2 separate regions of the Triticum aestivum genome follow, and region 2 is linked to region 1. The links are chromatin contacts, called in public Hi-C maps. All regions are on one chromosome and are shown on one strand. Each heading gives the region's core, a stretch centred on a gene start, on an enhancer-like site or on the middle of the called end of the contact. The rest is flanking DNA. Distances are from core to core; before and after follow the strand shown. Region 1 holds the start of LOC123144959 (aldehyde dehydrogenase family 3 member F1). Region 2 has its middle 50 kb from the start of LOC123141580.

Evidence for each region. A called contact is a pair of places that touch in the nucleus more often than the background predicts.
Region 2: a contact with region 1 is called in a Hi-C map of an unstated tissue, with 8 times the contacts expected there. The contact joins the enhancer-like site here to the promoter of LOC123144959 in region 1. A contact is called at or near these places in 4 of 5 Hi-C or Micro-C datasets (leaf, root and an unstated tissue).

The regions. Positions count from the first base shown.
Region 1 is chr6D:334,434,037-334,437,417 of IWGSC CS RefSeq v2.1, forward strand. It overlaps LOC123144959 (aldehyde dehydrogenase family 3 member F1), which reads right to left and starts at 1,600. Exons shown (of 9, transcript XM_044564234.1): 1 at 1,280-1,600; 2 at 1,140-1,208; 3 at 963-1,059. The coding sequence starts at 1,492.
Region 2 is chr6D:334,574,725-334,577,875 of IWGSC CS RefSeq v2.1, forward strand. No RefSeq gene overlaps it. Among protein-coding and RNA genes, the nearest start is that of LOC123141580, 50 kb to the right of the region's middle. Within about 2 kb of position 1,792, at least 1 of the 8 cell types and tissues checked has an H3K27ac peak or open chromatin away from gene starts, as enhancers often do.

The sequences.
Region 1 (3,381 bases), core at 350-2,849:
TAGGGTTGGGGGACGCTGGCCGGCTTAAATAGCCGGATTTGGCCTTGGGCGGCGAGGCGGAGTGGCGCCACGCGGCGTTCACACCGCAGCGATGGAGGAGGCGTCCGTTCGACCGCCGAGTTTCTAGGCGAGTCCGCGTGGGACCCCATCGTTAGTCCTACGTGACGGACGCGCCTATCCGTCCCATATTTGAGTTGTATATGAAGGGTACTGGTCAGCCCGGTCGTTTGAGGCCCGTTTGAGGTGGCCTTTGGGGTCAAAAAATGATCGGTGACCGGGCGGCCTACCTGGACATATGAGGCAGGTTTAGAACGCCCCGCTGTAGATGCTCTTAAGCATATCAACCTGTCATACAAGTGACCAACCAACCACATGTATGTAGGAAATGGAAGGCATGCACTTGTCACAATCGCAAGACTGCACCTAGCTTGTTGCCATCAGAAAGGTTGTTTAAACTCAGACCTCGTACAGCACCGCTGGTCTTTGGTCGTACAAGCATGTGAGGTACTTTGGCAGTAAACCATGTGAGCGTACAGCGAGCCAACAACACCTCGTAATCGTCTTCTTTGAACCTCTTTTTCTTTAGATGCTACGCTGGTACTAGTGGTGAGATTCGTTTTTTAGATGCTAGCGGTGAGAATTGGTCTGTCATGATCGATTTTTTCCGACACCGAAGATGTTCTTTTCTGCAGTAGTCACTTTCTTAAGTGTCTTATACTGATTTCCGGTAGGCACCGATGGTCTCCATCAAGTAATTAATCACGCAATATAAATACGAGAATTGCCGGTCAATAAATAGATGATAGAATTCGTATGATGGCCTGATATCTATCTAACCAACATGGTGACTAGCAGTGATTCGGCGTCAGACTTCATCGTCTATTCATCTCATTGCAAAGATAATGAAGAACTGAGAGAACAGGCATAATGAAACTGAAGGGGTTGTGGAGCAAAGAGGGCACCTAATGGGAGATTCCAGCAGGAGAAAATGAGCACGACCCCGAGCGGCTCCGGCAGCACCAGCGCCGTCGCCGGAAAGGAAACCAACGGCGTAGGAGCCTACACTGACAAAAACAACAAGTCATGCAGCAGCCCAATTAAGTTTGTATATAAAGCCATGGCGATTGGCAAGGACTTGCCTTCTCAGGGGCCGCCCATTTCTCGAGGTTTTGCAGCGTGTGCTTGATGGACTTGACGACAACACCAACCTAAAGACCAGCAGCACAGATCAGGGGAGAGATTGGCCAAAACGGAGCAACAACCCTCTATAGTTACGTACCTCGTCTCTGAAGGATTCAGTCCGGTGCTTGCCGAGGTCGTCGTGGAGCGCGTCGAAGATCTCCTCCTCCTTCTCCGTCAGGAGCCTGATGAGCCCGTTGAGCTGCGACCGCCTCCATGAGAGGTCCTTGGTCCTGCCGCTCTTGTACACCACTCGCAGGCTGCTCACGAGGCTCCCCAAGCCAAGGGCCGGCTTCTCCTCCATGGTTCCCATGGATGGATGGATGGAAGGGGCGGGCACCGGCTTAGCTTGGGTTGAGCATGCGGGCGACCCAACGTGTGTTAAATAGGCAAGGCAACCAAAGGCGGAGCGTGGCAGACTGACTGACTGGGTAGTGTGTCGTGGTTCATGTGGACTTGTGGAGTGAACATGGCAGTTTATGGACCGTGATTACCGAAATCCACAATTTCTTTTGCGGGAACCCAAATCCGCATTAACTAGAGGAGTTGGGGCCTTTTAGACTAGCCACAATGGGTAGTAACATAGACTAGTAACATGCACATATTACTAGTTTATGTTACTACCTCTATAGTGGGGAGTAACATATGTGTGGTAACATGCAACACTTCATTTATTAGGCTATATAGACTCATTTTGCCTTGATATTTGTGATGTTACTCATACTACTAGTAACTAGCTATGTTACCACTTTCCTTCATTTCTTCATTTATCGCTTGCCACATCATCTATTTTATCTAGATACGTGTGATGGTGCTACCTATGTTGCGCAGCAGAAGGACTGAAATTGTAGTCGCCCTTAATAACATTTTGACTGGTGAGGAGATTTATTGGTTCAGCAAAGATGGTTGTTGAAAAGTGACCAAATCACCTCTTGTCTCCACAAATTTGCTTATGGAAACAGTATATTCATTCCACTGCTCGAAAATCCGTCTTTCCGAGTGCCGACACATTTCCCGTTTTCTTTTCGTCGGGCACTCGGCAAAGATGATCCATGTCGAGTATAACACTCAGGCAACCTCAAAAACTCGGCAAAAAGGGCCAACTGCTTTTGTCACTAAGGGCATTTTCAACGGTGACCCGTAAATTTGCTTCAGCATTAGTCCGCGGAGAGGGGACAAGTCCACGGACACTGATGCCTGAGGCGGTCATCCAATGCTAGCCGCATATGTCCGCTTACATTTCAAGCAGTGTTTCAACTAACCGGACAAAATTCATGCAAACACGGCGGATTTCATCAAAGTCCAGATAGAAAATAACACAAATCATCATAATTTTTTTGGGAAATGGAGGCGGACCCCCGGCTGAAAGGATCGATATAGTTGACTAGGGGGGGTGAATAGGCAACTAACAATTTTTAGCTTTTCTTTACCAAATTAAACTTTGCATCAAAGTAGGCTGTCTAGATATGCAACTAGGTGAGCAACCTATATGATGCAACAACCACAAGCACACAAGCAAGCAAAGGATGCAACACAAACAAACTTGCACAAGTAAAGGGATGAGATAACCAAGAGTGGAGCCGGTGGAGACGAGGATGTGTTACCGAAGTTCCTTCCTTTTGAAGGGAAGTACGTCTCCGTTAGAGCGATGTGGAGGCACAATGCTCCCCAAGAAGTCACTAGGGCCACCGTATTCTCCTCACGCCCTCACACAATGCGAGATGCCATAATTCCACTATTGGTGCCCTTGGAGGGGGCGACCGAACCTTTACAAACAAGGTTGGGGCAATCTCCACAACTTAATTGGAGGCTCCCAACGACACCACGAAGCTTCACCACAATGGACTATGGCTCCGCGGTGACCTCAACCGTCTAGGGTGCTCAAACACCCAAGAGTAACAAGATCCGCTAGGGATTAGTGGGGGAATCAAATTTCTCTTGGTGGAAGTGTAGATCGGGGCCTTCTCAACCAATCCCGAGCAAATCAACAAGTTTGATTGGCTAGGAAGAGAGATCGGGCGGAAATGGAGCTTGGAGCAACAATGGAGCTTTTTGGGGAAGAGGTAGTTCAATTTTGGAGAAGAAGACCCCTTTTATAGACCCCAAACAGCCCCGCAGAGGGCGGTACTACCGCAGGTGTGGGCGGTACTACCGCTGCGGCCAGCGGTACTACCGCTCCCCCTCGCGGTACTGCCGTGCAGC
Region 2 (3,151 bases), core at 542-3,041, 140 kb after region 1:
AATCTTTGAGATCTTGAAACTCTTTCTTCTTTCATGACATAATCTAGTACTTCTGAAGGCAGCCATAGAAAACTAACAACAATAGCAAACCACAAACCTGTAAATACCCACAAGGGTTCTCCCGTAGTTTTCATTTGAGCCACAATGCCAAGGCCACGATGCATGCATGTAGTCAATAAAATAAGCAACCAACATCGGCAAAAGAACCTACACCGGCATTCCAGGGAAAGACAACCAAACAGCCTGGTCGACGTCGCTGGGAGCTGAGAGTACAAATCACCGTTGTCAAGGACGTAGCAGCCGGGGCAGATATTGCGAGGACAAACCTCCTCATGCAACCAAGAGAAGAAAATCCAAAATCGATCTGAAGGATCATACCTAGACAAGTTTAATCTTCCAACACCATCATTGACGTTGGGAAGGAGATCTCATCGTCGAACGAATGGCCAAAGATTACTTATTATAGACGATGACATCTCCATTGATGAAGAAGACGGCTACCAAAACCCTAACCCTATCTATTGAAAACACTACTTTTATTAAGAACTCCACTCATAGATCATGTTCCCCGCCCCTCCTGACGCCGGCAAGGCCGACTGGGGGAGGGGAGACTTACCTATGGTGATGGGGCTAACCGTTAGTTAGTCCATCTCCAAACGTACTTGCAGTTCGTTTGATACATCGAACCGGATGGGCTTTTGCCGACAAGATTTTCAAGTAATCAGAGGCAATTATGACGCCACGGCCCCGAGTGAAACGAAGTGCCACCAGCCACCAACACGGGGCATGCCCATGGGCGAATCCTATTTGGCGCCACAGGCGCCGGTTATAGCTGTTTCTGCAAACAAGTGCCTGCAGCTGCGTTAGTTGGGCTCGGCCCATATACCGTGTTTTTAATCGGCAAAAAATAGCGCTAGTTTCATGTATCGGACCCACGACCTCTGCCAAAGTGGTAGGTTCGTCTAACCACCACGCCACAAAGCGGAATCTGCTAACTAGCAACTGCTTCCTTCTTTTATTCCTTCGTTTTCCTTTTTTTCATTTTTTTCTTTTTTCTTTTTATTCATTATTGCTTTTTCCTTTTTGTTTTTTATTCTTCTGGTTTGATGAATTGCTTTTTTAAATATGTGAACTTTTTCTTCAAATCGATGTACTTTTTGAAATTTGCTGAACTTTTTTTCAAATTGATGACCTTTTTTTCAAAATCAACGATTTTTTTTAAAAATTCATGATTCTTTTCAATTTTGATGAACTTTTATTCAAAATTGATGAACTTTTTTTACAATTTGATGAACTTTTTTCAAAATCGATGATATTTTACAATATGCTGAACTTTTTTCAAAGTCGATTAACATTTTTCGAAGTCGATGAACATTTTTCCAAATTAGATGAAGATTTTTCCAAAATCCATGTTTTTCTTAAAATCAATGAATATTTTTTTGACAATCGATGAACTTTTTCTAAAATTGATGAACTTTGTTTTTCATATTTGATGACTTTTGTTTTCAAATTTGATTAAAAAAATCAAATTTGATGATTTTTACCGAATTTGTCAATGTTTTGAAGTTTGTGGACGTTTTTTTTTCAAAATCTATGTATATTTTTTAATTCATGAATTTTCGTGCTTTTTCTGGGTTTTTTTTAAGTCAACACAACCTCAACCGCGACTGAAGAAGGAACGAGCGAAACATCGAGCGACGTATCGACCGAGCGAACCATCAAGCTACCTGCCGACCGAGCAAACACCTGCGTTGGGCCGGCCCAAGTTCGGGGGCGCTTGAGCGCCACTTTCCCGTATCGGCGCTGAAAGCGCCAACTAGGGGGGAGCTCCTATTCGGCGCCTTAAATGGCCGAATAGTAGCTGGCGCCCGCTACAACGCTTTACTGGGTAGGCCCGCTAAGGGAAATCGTGGCGAACAAAAATCAACATAAAAACGCAAAAAAGGGAGACTCGCATCGCTCGCGAAGTCAAGCCATGTTTGAGCTTAGCTGACCACCGCAGCAATTGGACAACTGTGATTTTAATAGCGCTAACAGTACATGAACTAGTATAGCCACGCTATTTATTTATAATTTAGATTTCTATTTTTTTAAAATCATCAATTTAAAATCGTTCATTGATTTTGAGACAAAAGTTCACAACTTAAATAAAGTTCATCGATTTTGAGAAGTAGTTCATCATTTTTGAAGAAAAATTCACAAACTTAAAAAAGTTCACGATTTCATTTTCAAAAAGATCATCATTTTCGGAAAAAGTTCATCGGTTTTGAAAAAAATTCATCGATTTTGACAAAAATTCATCGATTTTGACAAAAAGATCATCGATTTTGACAAAAAGTTCAATGACTTTGAAAAAATAGTTCATTAATTTTGAAAACAATTAACAAATTTGAAGGAACAATTCGTCAATATTGAAAAAAGTACATCGGATTTGGAAAAATTTCATCGAATTTGGAAAAAAACTTTATCAAATTTGAAAAAAGTTCATTGAACTAGAAAAAAGTTCAGAAAATCTTAAAAAAGTTCATCAATTTTTAAAAATGTAGATGGATTTGAGAAAAATCGAATGAACAAGAAGGAAAAATAAAACAGAAAGCAAAAAAACGAATATAGAAAACAGGAAAAAATAAAAAACAGAAAAAGGAAAGAAAAGATGATAAGTAAAACAAGTGATGGAACTTAGCGAATCAAGGTCTTGTGGCGGGGTGGTTACCACTGTGCGCCCTGAACCAGCGAGTCCTTGGTTGGATTCCTAGATATCGTGGAATTTTTGCGCTTTGAATACGCGAGCGAAAGAGATAAACGGGCCGAGCCCAGCTAAAGCGCCTGCAGGCGACAGTTTGCAAAAAACCCGAAGAAACCGGTGCCTGCAGCGCCAAATAGGTTTTGCCCCAACTAGGAGCTCCCGTGCCCATGTCTCGTCTATTGCGTGCGAGCGCCGCGTGTGCAAAACTGGGCCGACCCAGCGCGCGAGGCCGAAGGCCACAACCTGGGCCTTTTGTTTTGTTTTCGTTATATATACATTTTTTACTTTGTTTATATGTCCAAATATTCTAAATATTTATATTACAAAACAAATTTACATAAAACATTTGACAAATATTACTCAAGCATTTGAAAATTGTTAAATGTCTATAGAAAAGTATTTCTT